2 separate regions of the Rattus norvegicus genome follow, and region 2 is linked to region 1. Evidence: chromatin contacts called from public Hi-C data. All regions are on one chromosome and are shown on one strand. Each heading gives the region's core, a stretch centred on a gene start, on an enhancer-like site or on the middle of the called end of the contact. The rest is flanking DNA. Distances are from core to core; before and after follow the strand shown. Region 1 has its middle 68 kb from the start of Epcam. Region 2 overlaps Ttc7a (tetratricopeptide repeat domain 7A).

Region 1 (6,823 bases), core at 2,539-5,038:
ACCCCAAGAGAGTAACACTTAGGCAGAACCTCTGTGGTGTCCTCCCATTGCAGACACTCCAAACTAGAGGGGCCAGGAGCTTGGAACTCAGCCTGTTCCGGAGAAGTCAGGTAAGCATGAATTCTGCCCATGGCTGGCACTCTCCTGATTCCAACTCCCTCTCGGTCACACCCAAGGGTTCCAGCTTTTCCCTATCCACTGCCACACCCAAACTACCCCCTCTGGGTTTGCATGCTAGGTAAATTTTCTGCTCACTACCCATTTGCCTACTCCAGACTCACGATCGATCGGGGCACTTCGGTCATCAGATGGTTTGATAGAAGTCTCTGTTCTGAAGGACTTAAAGGACTTGTGTTCCTTAAACATGCGAGCACGTCACGTGCAGCTCAGTCTCAGCTTTACCTTGTTCAGGGGTATTGCTTTCTGTATTATGTGTCACTCAGAGTGAGCGGTTTCATGCGCCTTGTTTTTTGTAGAACCACAGGGAAACTGATCGTAACTATTCCCCTCAGAGATAGACTTCCCAGGTCACCCTGCAAGGTCTAATAAGGTGAGTCTTCTGTCAACACCTTGATCTCCCAGGCTTCTCTCACACCCTGTAATAGCCCTAGAAGGTTACATGCCATTGTGTAGCTGCTGTAGCCCAAGGATGATGTAACAGCATCAGCAGAGAGCATGTGGGCATGTGGGTGTGGCCAGGCACTGCCAGGAGAGATCCTGGGAGGAAAGCAGCTATCACATCGGGACTTTGGGCCCTGGGAGGAGTTTCCTGGTCTCAAATATCCTCTGTGCCCTGCAAGTGTCTAAGCAGAGAGTAGTAAAGTCTGGTAGCTGGGGCTTAAGTCCATCTGCTCCTTACCACCGAGTGAATCTGTGTCTCTGAGATTCTGTTTAATCATGCTAGAGGAAGGTTGTGTCGGACCTATTTTATTTTGTTTGGTTTTTCGAGAGGGATTCACTGAGTCCCCAGGATCCAACCGTCTACCCATCAGTGGTGGGGCTATAGGGATGGGCTAACACATCTGGCTTTTCTCTGCGTGTTGGGGATACAAACCTAAATTCCCATGCTTGTACAACAAGCGCTATATCCACTGAGCCATCTCCCTAGTTCCTTTTTTAAAATGTATTATTTTATGTGCACATCTGCATGTGTGACCATGAGTATCACAGCACATACGTGGAGGTCAAAGGGTGACTAATGGCTCTCGCTTTCTGCCTTGTTTCTGACATTGGGCCTCTCCTGATTGTGACACTCACTAGTTAGCCCACACTGACTAGCACACTCTAGGTCAGCTAGCCCTTGAGCTGAAAAGGTGAGTCTCCTGCCTTGGCCTCCCATTTTGCCGAGGACAAGGTGCAAGGAAGTATAATGTATGACTCATTGTGCCCGGATTGAGTGCTATTTTAATGACTGTCGCTTTAAGGGTTTTTGACATCAGTGTCACTTTTGCTAGTGGTATCCAGGAAAGGTGGTGTCGGATTTCAGGATGTGTTGTGTTCATTTCTCCTTTACGGTGGGAACAAACTGAAGGGCAAAAACTAGAGTCTCAGGAAATAATAAAAGTTTGTGTGTTACTGTGCTCCAGGCACTGGGCTAGACATTTTATATTCAAGCATCGCCACCCACCATTTTAGAAATAATTTCTGTTTTCATAGTGAGAAAACAGAAGAGACAAGCAGGTAATTTGGCCAGTGTACTGCTGAGTTGAGAGGCTTCAGCTGGCCAACCTTTGTTGTTGTTGTTACGGTGTGTGTGTGTGTGTGTGTGTGTGTTTGTGTGTTTGTTTGTGTGTGTATGTATGTTTGTGTGTGTGTTTGTGTGTGTATGTGTGTTTGTGTGTATATATGTTTGTGTGTATGCATGGTGTTTGTGTGTGTATATGTTTGTGTGTGTTTGTGTGTGTGTATGTTTGTGTGTGTATGTATGTTTGTGTGTGTGTTTGTGTATGTATGTGTGTGTTTGTGTGTGTGTGTGTGTGTGTGTGTGTGTGCATATGTGCATGAGCCCAAGAAGGTCATCAGATGAGGCACCTATCCCAGGGAGTCACTGACAGCTGTGAGAGCCAAGGCCCTCCATGTGGATTCAGGAACTGAACCCTGGTCCTCTGCAATCAGAGCAGTCAGTGCTCTCAACCCCCAGCCATTTCTGCAGCCCCTAGAAGTGGGTTAGAACACAGAGCACAGCTCCCCTGTCCCCTGTTCCTACACTGTGCTTTTCTCCTTGTCTTTCTGTGGTTGGTCATTCTCTAACGCGCCCTGTGAAATGGGAGGACAGTAACTGCACATTTAGTGTGTGACACCTCTCTAAAGTATTTCCAGGGCACTAACTAAACAGAGCGTCTGGCCCATAATAATGACTCAATAGATTTTTGAAGTCAGTCTCCTGTACACCCCTCCCCGGCCAACCACCCTCCACCTAGGGACTGTGTTGCCCTGGCAAGCCACCTTGTGACCCTACCCTGTCCTTGGCACCTGCCCTTGGAGCCAGGCACAGCGAAAGCACACCATCACGCTGCTCTGTGGTGAGATGTCACCTGACCGTGAATTCAGCGTACAGTTTGTGAACAGAGAACATGGCACAGGGGCCAGAGCAGAGACTCTTCCCACAGGACAACCATGAATCCCTACTCCCCATTTCTTTCTAGTAGCCTCTCTGGCCATTTGGGGCTGTTATCTGTAAGGAGGCAATTTAATCCTCCTTCAGGAATTCAGAGTCATAAACCCATTCCCCAGGGAGCTGGGGTAATAAGAAAGAGCAAAGTTTCGTATTCTGCTCTGATAAGAGACTTGTTTAAACAAGATCACACACAAAGCCAGCTTGATCCTCATACCCTTCACTTCCCCCTTCCCCCTCCCGCTTGTAGGATTGGAGAGCCGGTGTGCACTGCTGGGCTGGAGCCCTTGCTGCCACCAGCACATGGCTCTCAAGCACATGCAGTCTCCCACCGCCCTCCCTGGTCTTGGTTCCGGAAGTCAGCCTGCACCGGCTCATCTGCATTTTGGAGGCAGAGCAACCTTCAATACTGTGGCTGGTTCCAGTGCCCTGGTGTCGCCTGACCTGGGTTAGAAAAGGAGTAGGGGGTTGGGGATTTAGATCAGTGGTAGAGCACTTGCCTAGCAAGCGCAAGGCCCTGGGTTCGGTCCCCAGCTCGGGGGGGGGGGGGGGGGGGGAGCAACCTGGAAGTGTCCTCTCAGACTGCAGCCATGTGGAGTCCGGCAGAGGCCTTCCCTCTGCCCGGTCCTGGCTCCTCAAGAGTGGAACCCCTCGGATGGACACAGCAGAGAAAAAGTGAGAAAAAGGGGGCTGTTTCCACAAGACCACTGAAGTGGGTTTGCTTTGTTTGCTCCGTGAGTGACACTGTGGGTGACAGTGTTCAGCCCCGATGATAAAGGGTGGGACCACGGTTTGTCACGATCTTCAAGTGCCACAGAAAACTGTCCACCCAGGTCTTCTTTCCTCTGCAGATCTGTCAGGCAGTCGCAGTGTAGGGGTGATATCGCATTCACCGGGGACAGTCAAATGAGCGTGTGCCTTGCACCAGGCTGGCCTTCTCAGGCTGCAGGCTCCCAGGCTATCCCAGGCTGGCCTTCTCAGGCTGCAGGCTCCCAGGCCACAGTGAGGACTGGGTTGCAGTTGCCAGTGAAGGTAGAGGAGGCAAGGATTCCTACCCCGAGAAATCATGGCAGGACCTGGGGCTTCAGGCAGAAGGGCCAGCTCCTTACCCTGACTTACAGGATTCTAGGCCAGGGCCCAGCAAACCCTTCTCATGACACTTCTGGTACATTCCACAGAGTCTGAAAGGGCTTTTGTCCCCACATAGGGAGAACAAACAACAAAGGCCTGTTGTGCGGAGTAGACTTGGAAGGGGAAACCTTTTGCTTGAGGAGTCCAGCTTTGCCTGTCGGCTTTAGCCCTGATGTGGTCAAACAGGAACAGGAGGAGGGTGACTTCTGGGTTCCCACACACGTGGCTGCTGTCTCTCTCTCTCTCTCTCTCTCTCTCTCTCTCACACACACACACACACACCTTTGGACAGTCTGTGGGCTGTGGGAAGGCAGTCAGTCAGCCCTTCAGGAGCTTCAGGAGATGAATCTTTTGTGACTTCGGTTTTTTTTTTTCCCCCTGGGAGCAACATAGGCCCAGAGTGAGCTACAACCCGCCATGGGTCACACCAAGCCTCACAGTACCTACCCATGAGAATGTGAGGCTGGTCTGTGGGTGCTATTCAGGATACAGCACTTGCTTAGCATGAAGCAAAGTCCTGAGGTTATCCCTGACACCTCAAATAAACACGCAAACACATACAAACATCACACACGCAGGCCCCTAGTGCAACGACATTACTCCGAAGTCACTGAGGCTGGGGAAGGGAGGGTTCCCTCTGGTACTTTGCTCCAGCCTTCCCTTCCCCTTCTCTGGTATATTGCTGTGCGATTGGGTGTTGGCAGGGCTTGTGTGAGGCTGTGGTCAATCACCAAGCCTGATGCAGAAGCTGTGGAAGGACGCTACCTACTGGCTTGCTCTTCATAGTTTGCTCATCCCACTTCCTTACAGCATCCAGGACCAGCAGCCCTGGGGTGGTCTCACCCACAGCGGGCCCGGCCCTCACCCATCAATCATCAATCAAGAAAACCACCACAGGTTTGCACACAGGCCTATCCTATAGAGGCATTTTTCAATTAAGATTCTTCTTTCCACATGACCCTAGCTTGTGTCAAGTTGATATAAGAAGTAGCAAGTACATGATCACACACACACACACACTCACACACTCAAACACAGACACACACACACTCACACACTCAAACACAGACACACACACTCAAACACACACACACTCAAACACAGACACACACACTCACATACTCAAACACAGACACACACACTCAAACACACACACACTCAAACACAGACACACACACTCACACACTCAAACACAGACACACACACTCAAACACACACACATACACATACACTCACATACACACTCAAACACACACACCACATACACACTCAAACACAGACACACACACTCAAACACACACACATGCACACATACTCACACACACATACACACGGACACACACACAGTCACACACATATGACACATAAATACACATGCAGACATACACAAACACAATGAATAAAATGTAATTTAAAATTTTGGGGGGGTCTGGAAGGATGGCTCAGTGGTTAAGAGCACTGAATACTTTACTAGAGGGACTAGGTTTTTTGTTTTGTTTTGTTTTGTTTTGTTTTTGTTTTGTTTTGTTTTTTTGGAGCTGGGGACTGAACCCAGGGCCTTGCGCTTGCTAGGCAAGCGTTCTACCACTGAGCTAAATCCCCAACCCCGGGACTAGGTTTTATTTCCATCTCTAACATGGTAACTTTAGTAACAGAGGATCCAACATCCTCCTCTGGACCTGAGGGTAGCAGGAATGTATGTACACAGACATATATGTAAGTAAGACACACACATAAGATAAAAAGATAATAATAAAATAAAATCATAAAAAAAAAAAAGAGGCCTGGCTGCTCCTTCCCAGGACCCAGGTTAGAGCACCTCATTCATTCGGCAGTTCACAACTGTCTCTGTGAGCACACGCATGTATCACACACACACACATATCACACACACACTCACACACACATATATCACACACACACTCATACGTAAATAAAAACAATAAAAATAAATCATACAAACCAAAAAGGGTGGTGTGGTAGGGCACGCCTTTGACCACAGCGCTAAGCAGACAGACAGGGGAATCTCTACGTTTGAGGGTAGCCTGGTCTACAGAGCGAGTTCCAGGAAAGAGAATCAGGGCTCCACAGAGAAACCCTGTCTTGAAAACATAAATAAGTGAAATACAATTTGTGAGAGAAAAAACTTTTCTTATCAAGTGAGGTAGCTTACTTATTCATTATTTATCCGTCATTTTATTGGGCCCCATAAGCAGAATGCCTCAGCCCATTCCCACTGCAGACCGCTCCCAGGGCACTGAGCCTCAGTGATTGATACGTCCTTTATTGATGGCATATCTTAACAAACGCCCGACCGGGCGTCTCTTCCAATATCACAGGCTATCTTTGTACTGTGTGAAAGACAAAAACAATCACAGACCCAAGGGAGTTGGAAAATGAAGTATCACTCCTGGTTCTCCCTGACGGACCAGTTTTCCCTTGGGCAAGAACTTGCCTCTCACTAGGCCTCCTTTTCCTTGTTGTGAATCTCCCTGAGCCTCCTAAACCTGCCTGGTGTGGAAACACCTAGTGTGCTGGCTAAACACACAGACTCCAGAGCCCTCCGGGGGCAGGGGTGCGGTGCGGGCTCAGTCTGGGTTGGTTTAGTTTGTTCAAGTCTTTGGAGACAGAGTCTAGCCCAGGGTGGTTTTGAACTCACAATCCTGTGTCAGCCCACCCCACCCCCACCTCCCGCCAAGAGCTGTGATCACAAGCGTGTGCCCAAGCCTGACTGAGGTGGAGTCTATACGGTTTCTTTTCACTCTGATACCGGGAACTCACTCTGTCTGAGGCTGCGTGCTGGCTGGGTTGAGCACTCTGCCAAACATTTTCATAGTTATTTACGGAAAGAGTCTCACCACGTTGTTGTCTAGGTGAGGCTTTAACTTACCACCTTCCCCTCTGACTGCCCCCACCCTGACCTCCCACCTCCTCTTTTCTTCCCCTCCCCCACCCCATCCTAAGTAGCTAGGATTACAGCCGCACCGGGCCAGGCTGGAGTCAGTATCTTTAAACCAAGCAGCTCAAAGGATTCTTCATCACCCACCACATTTGGAAACCATGAACACCAGATGGTTG
Region 2 (6,959 bases), core at 2,807-5,306, 230 kb after region 1:
TTAGGGGTCCTTCATCTCTGGGGTCAAAGGCAAAAAGTATAACTGAAATTTTTCTGTAGGACTGGAATACCAGCATCTCCTGGGCCCTGCTGAAAGCTTTCTCAGGAGAAGGATGGTCGTCTGTGATCACTGTTGCCCTTAAGTGCACCGAGAACACTGGCCTGGGGGCAGAAACGTGAACCAGAGGCCCCACCCCTGTTGAGCATGTCACAGGTTCCATACCTGTAAAACAGGAGGGAAATCACCTACTCACATACTCTCCCCAGGAGGCTGGAACCCCAGGGAAGCCATAGCTGTCCTAAACATGAGGGACAGCTAGACCTTGGGCTGGAGAGATGGCTCTGTTCTTCCAGAGATCCTGAGTTCAATTCCCAGCAACCACACGGTGGCTCACAAACCATCTGTGATGGGATCTGATGCCCTCTTCTGGTGTGTCTGAAAATAGCTACAGTGTAGTCACATATATTAAATAAAGAATATTGAAGAAGAGGAAGAGAGGAGGAGACCTTATCAGACCCAGAACACCACCTTTCTAGGATAGTAGCCTAGAAGGTTCTGGAAAGTGCCTGAGCTTCCTGGGCCTGCTCAGTAGTCCGTAGCCTGTGTGACAAGTGGGAAACCCCCTCCTTGGTTGTGATGACCCTCTTGCAAGTGTCTAGCAGGAAGCTAGAGTGCAGAAGGAAGCCCAGTGCCTAGGAGCACAGCTCTCCTGAGCATGGCCCAGGCTCTGGTCCCCTGGTGCACATCTGTTACCTCATCTCTACGAGAGCCCCCGCCTGCCCAAGTATGCCTGTGCAGTTGCACAGTCGAGCCAGCCATGGGACAACGTAGGCTGCCCAGTGGCTTGAGAACAGCTATCTGTTATTCTCCGACCTGTCTTCCTGTCAGGCCCGGGTCCCTCCATGCTGGCTAACTCTTATCTTCCAGAGCCTTCCTTCCTCCTCAACAAACAGGCCCGAGTCAAAGCACAGAAGAGTTAAATCGGGAGGATTCCTCAGAGCCTCTAGATGTCCCCAGGGACCAGAGCAATTTCAAGGAAGCAAGTCTTCAGGGAAGCTCCCAGGACATTCCATTCTTCCTGGCCCACTGGGCCCCACTGTGCTCTTGAGGTCCCGGGAGGCTTTTCTTGTTCTCCCTGGCTCCTTGAAGGGTGGCGGCAGGTGTGTCGCATGTACAGAAGGGGACATTATCTCTTTAAAGGACAGTAATTAGTAATTCTAGCTGGTGGCCTGCTGTGCCATTTTAATGAAGAGTTCTATTTTTACAGAAAACATATAATTGAGTGGAAAAGCAGGGTGTGCTCTGAGTGAGGGCCACGCTGCTGTAAAGTCTAACTCCTCAGGCCAGAGCGTGAGCACAGTGGAATCTACAGGGAGGGTGCCCTGGCTTCCCCAGCTTGGCCTCAGAGAGCTGAACTGACCTTGAGGACACTGGCATCCCTGCTTGGAGCCATGGAGCCTGGGCTAAGACACTTGAACTCAGAGCCCCATCCATGCCCTCATGTGTAAAACGCAAATGGTAATCCTATGGCTCCCGGGATGGGCGCTGGGAGGAGAGGATCAGTGCAGAAGTGCAACGCCCCAGGGTCTCAAGCAGGTCACAGCATCCAGCTACCCGGGTATTTAATCTGGCTCGATGTCACCCTACTCCACCATTAACTTCTTCATATCAGAGCTATACGGTCAAATTATGGTGGTGTAGCAGTACAAGCTTATGCTCCAAGCACTCAGGAGGTAGAGGCTGGAGGATCGTGTTTTATTAAAAATGACACCAATAAAAAGTCGAGCCAAAATGATTAAGCAGGACCAGGGCTGTGAGATGCCCAAATCCTCCAGGTTTCCTCCCCTTCTCTTCTTTCCACCCCAGGAATCTCCTGTCCCTCTAATCTGAGGGTCTCCTGGGATGTACAAGTGTCCAGCCTCACACCCCTCCACTGGGGCAGCAGGCAGAGAAGAGGCTCAAGTCTCTGCCATAGAGAGACCTTCAAACACAATAATGCATGGGGGAGTCTGGCCTCGTCTGCAGTGCAGTGGTTTAGGTCCAAGAACAGAGGTGTCTCTGGAGACCCGGAAATGTGGATGCCAGAGAGACCAGGTAACTAGGAGACCGGAAAAGCAGGGATAAAGTTCTGGAGTAGGTATAGAGGTCCCCACTTCATGACAGAATAACAGGATGGGCACGGAGCCAGGGGGCAGCTGTCCTCCCTCCGCCACCCACAGCACCAGCTAGGTTCCCATTCAGTCTGTAATCGTCAGGCTTCTTTCTGCAAGGAGGCCCAGACCTCATGTAGGATGCCAGGGTCACACTAAGCGATGCAGGGCTCCCTAGGTCCTCCATATTCCACTGCTCTGGGGAAGGCAGGAGGGCTGATTACTCAGGCACATACTTTATGAGGGTGTGATTTTTACAGGGACCCTAATGGGGATGGGCTCCCTGAGAGGGGAGGCGCCACCCCTAGCTTTATTACTTTCCCTCAGACTAATCTTCAACACTCAAGGGACCCTTTTTAGCAGTTCTTAACCTTAAAGCTAATGATTTTCCCCTGGTGTAGAGGATTACTGTGACCCAAGTTCCCTAATCCTTGAAGACTCACAATGATCCTCTGCCTCTTAATAAATTGAACTCGATCCGACTTTGAAGCTTTAAAAGGCAACAGCCCGAAAGTCTCAGCTTCTGGAGTACCAGCTCCTGGCCTTCAAAGGCCCTGCCCCACCTGGTGAGGAGCCCCAGCCTGGTACGCTGTGCCCCGAACATACTCTTCCCACCAGTGCAGTACTGACTGCCGGCTGACCCACCCCACCAGCCTCCCAATGCCGTCCTACCACAGATAACTAAACAACCCCCTAGTAAGCTCTCCAGACTTGAACACGACTCAGACAACAAAGGCCTTGCAGGCTGTTCGAGAAGCTCTTAGGTAGGACAAGGGTAGGCTCTGGCCTGGAATATAGATAGCTTTAGTCTCTGCATCTGTGTTTTCCACCCAGTATAGCTTTTTCCACTGAGGAGACAGGCTCTTGTGGGCAGAGCACAGATAATGAAGACAGGCCTCTGTCTTGGGTCCTCTCGAATCACACAGAACAAGACCACAAGAGAGCTGAGAAGAAGAAATGCTGAATGTCAACCCAGCTCAGCCAAGGAGGAGGTGACCTTTGAGAAGGACCTGAGGGGGCCAGCGATTATGCCTGGCTTAGCACTTCCTCGGCCACATGGCCAGAGAGTCCTGGCTGCTGTCCCCACGCACTGTGGCCGCCAAGCATGTTTAATGAACCCAGCAGAGTGATAAACTATGTTTGTGTTAATACCTTTGATTCCAACCCCTCCTCAAGTGTTGGTATTTTAAGCATCCTTTTGATGTGCCACAAGTCCTTAATAAGAACAATCCAATAAACACACTGGGTTTACGGCAGAAATGTTAACAGAAGTCCCGGACTCTGATCCCTTCTGCTTGGTGGGTTGCCCCTCCAGAAATGTGTCCCGTGCAACCTGATAAATAGGTGTGCATGTGAGGGGCAGGCAGATAACTCGGAGAAATGCCCTAGAGGCTCAGCTTCAGCCTCGACTGGATCTAGCTACAGACAGGCTCCAGCTAATACCTAGTTATATCACGTCAAACATTTTCCAAAACAGCCCTGGTTTCCTGGGGCAGATGGCTGCAGCAGTGCATGTGTTGATCTGGGGCGAGCAGTGGCTTGTGCAGAGAGCCACATTGTTCCTACACTGGCAAAGTCCTCTGGGGCTCTGACACACATTCCCTCAAGACTTCCCAAGTCTCCTAGGGCCAGGGGGCTGGGCCAGCAGGGGCTCTCAGGAATGCCTACTGTGTCAGATAATGGGTGGGGAGGTGGCCCTGCCCACTGTGGAGCTAGGAAGAAAACACACACACTTGCTCCCCTGTCACTTGAGGGCCTTGGGTCCTCAGAGTCAGCCTGGCAGGCCGCCAGTGCTGGGCGGGGGGAATGACTGACAGCTTGCTTATTGGAAAGCTCCCATCCTTGGCCTAGGAACTTTGTTTGGTTTCTATGGTGACCTTCACTACAAGGTCCTGACTAAAGCTAAAGGAATGTGTTACCTAAAACCATCTCCTTACAGTGTGCACCATGGCCATTCCTCCCTACCCCATACTCCTGTTCCTCCTGGTCAGGCTTCCCAGCTGCCTCTTCATGGGAAGGGCCAGCAAAGACAACTCTGGGGCTGCTAAAATTCTCACATTCCCCACAGGAAGCCCGTGGCCTGCCTGGCCTTGGGCCTCCTGGCCGCCTGGTACATGTGTCCAGGGCTTAGTGGGAAGCCCATGGGATTTCAGGAAGCTGCTGGGGGTATCTGGTTTCCATCATACCAGGCTGTGTGAGGACATACAGTGTTGTCCCCGTGGAGGAATCAGTCTCTGCCTCGTCACGTTTCCGCCTTTTTAAACCTGAGCCGTGTTAACCAAAGGCCATCCTCCACTTGGCTTCTTAATCCCTGAGTGAGAAGGGTTTTCAGAAGCTGGGCTCACCAAGGCTGGGTTCTGCCCCGCATGCCTAGATGGTGCCTGTGTGGGAACACTGACTGTTCCCTGTGTCACTCACAGCCCAGCCTCATCCATACCCCTTCCTTCAGCTCCTGGCTCACTCACACCCTCAGTGCCAGGTGTCAATGGGACTTTGTGGCCTTCTCTCCACACTGAGACCTTGGACACAGCAGTCTACCAACCTGTAACCTTCAGTCCGAGTCTCACAGCGCACTTGAGAAGCAGAAGAGCAGGGGAGATTTTCAAAATTTATTTTATTTAAAGAGGAACACGTTGCTGCGGGCGGCACCTAAGCCACAGAAGTGACTCACGGCAGTGACCTGACCAGCTCTCACACTAGGATAAACTCATAAGGTGGGGGTCTGCTTAGCGGCCAGCTTCCTCCTTTGTCTAGGCCTCTCCCAAGCAGCAGAGGGCCACAAAGTACCCCTACACTGACCTGCTGGCTTCTGTCCTCCATGGGGACAGTTCTTGGATCCACTGAACTGATGACTCTGCACAAAGGAAAAGTCTCTAGAAGGCTTGGCCACCAGGATAGCCCTGCAAGGTGCTTGGTGGGAGACAACCTATGTCACAGGCCTGAGAGTACTTTGTTAGGGATGGTGAGGTCAGGCCGAGGCGGTTTGGTCTGGGTTGCTTTGCTGAGCACTATTTACTGGACTGCTGGTTTAATTAACTGCTAGCAAGAGCTAGAGCCCCACATGGCCTCTCCTAGCTCAGGGGGCAGGTGGGGAAGCAGGACACACAGTCAATCGAAAAGCAATGACATTTTTCAGTGATCCCTGACCCATAATGGTCTCAATGACATTTCCTGCTAATCCATGGGTTTCTGCATTCCAGGGTTTCATCTGTGGGGAACAGTTTTAATTTATTTGCAAAGGGACTCGGTCACTGGATAGAACTGGTGTGTGTGTGTGTATAACTTTTTTTCTATAAGAAAGATTTATTTTCTCACACTCTGGTGTCTTGAATGAATTCCTGTCTGGTTAGTTTTGTAGCCTTTGAGGGCCAGTTCAGATCAAAGCAGAGCTCTGGGTCTGGGAGCTGATGAAGAACAACTTCTCCACATCACCTGACCCTGCTAACTGAGCAAACTGAGTAGGGGAGTTCTCCTCGGGGTCCATCGCACTCATTCCCTGTGCTCTGCAGAACACTCAGTAGTAACAGGGAACCACACAGTGCAGTGTCTCACACCCTAGAGCTAGCTCCTGCCGCCCCTCAGTGCAGTCTCTGTCAGTGAGCAGTTCTCATGGCATAGGCTGCCCCCTTAAGGCTCTTCCCGCAGAAGCACTATTTTCCAGGCAAACACCACAGTCTAGACCAACACCCACTTCCACCATCACCACAGCCCTGGGGTCGTGGCCCCTTTAAGAACCTGCTGAAAGCTATCTCCTTGCAAACAGAAAGGTTTTCATTCACATACATACACCCATGGGACTCCTCCTGAAGGGGTGGAGGTGGAGTGGTAGGCACAAGGCTCAAAGCCCAAACCTCTCCCTCTGCCTGTGAGTGCAGTTGGGCAGAGCAGTGTGGGAGGAAGGAGCTGTCCAATCCATTCTAGAGCAGCAACAGGATAGTGAGAGTGAAGCCACTGGGAGAAAGCATCTTCCTGGGGTGGTCGCGGAAGCAAAGGAGTAGATCCTAGCATGTCTCACACAGCTTGGGGTTCAGGCAGACTTTCGGCAAGGGAAATGGCCTCTCAGAGCAGGCGGGGGTGGGGTAGGATGGGGGATGGGGTGGGGTGGGGTGGGATGCTGGGCCAGTAGGACATTCAGTGCATGAAAGATGCTGAGAGGCGAAGAGGGAGGGCCAGGGATGGGAGGTGTAGCCCTGTGGGCGGGGTGCTCCTTCCCTTCCCACTCAAGAGTTCCGAGCTTTTCTCCTTGAGTGTTTCTTTTCCCACTTTGTCCAACCAACAGAGTAAACACACACACACACACACACATACGCACACACGCACATGCACACACAGGCACGCATGCCCACAGAGTAAACACACACACTCACACACAGGCACACACACACACACGCACACAGAGTAAACACACACACGCACACGCACACAGAGTAAACACACACACACACGCACACACACATAGGCACACACGCACACACATGTACACAGAGTAAACACACACGCACGCACACATACAGGCACGCACACAGAGTAAACACACACAGGCACGCACACAGTAAACACACGCACACGCACACGTGCAGGCACGCAGACCAGCAGCAGTGAGTCAGGACCTGCCAGGTAGGTGAGGATAGAGTCTGGGAGAAGCAAGGATCCACTGTGGACAGCAGAGGCCTCTTCTCATCTGGATTTTTACTGTATATAAAAACCACAGGGCTGGGACAATAACTGCGTGGGTAAAGGCATTTGCCACCAAGCCTGAAGACCTGGGTGCTATCTCCAGAATTCACACGACAGAAGGAGGGAACCGAC

The links. A called contact is a pair of places that touch in the nucleus more often than the background predicts.
Region 2: a Hi-C map of Schwann cells shows a contact between it and region 1, with 5 times the contacts expected there. The contact joins two enhancer-like sites. A contact is called at or near these places in 5 of 12 Hi-C or Micro-C datasets (the A7r5 cell line, the Rat2 cell line, Schwann cells and 2 more).

What each region holds. Positions count from the first base shown.
Region 1 is chr6:12,714,608-12,721,430 of GRCr8, forward strand. No RefSeq gene overlaps it. Among named protein-coding and RNA genes, the nearest start is that of Epcam, 68 kb to the left of the region's middle. Within about 2 kb of position 3,789, at least 36 of the 93 cell types and tissues checked have an H3K27ac peak or open chromatin away from gene starts, as enhancers often do. A contact at or near this core is called in Schwann cells, where this site is marked.
Region 2 is chr6:12,940,750-12,947,708 of GRCr8, forward strand. The region is part of intron 15 of Ttc7a (tetratricopeptide repeat domain 7A); the gene reads right to left. Among named protein-coding and RNA genes, the nearest start is that of Mir3558, 8.8 kb to the left of the region's middle. Within about 2 kb of position 4,057, at least 56 of the 93 cell types and tissues checked have an H3K27ac peak or open chromatin away from gene starts, as enhancers often do. A contact at or near this core is called in Schwann cells, where this site is marked.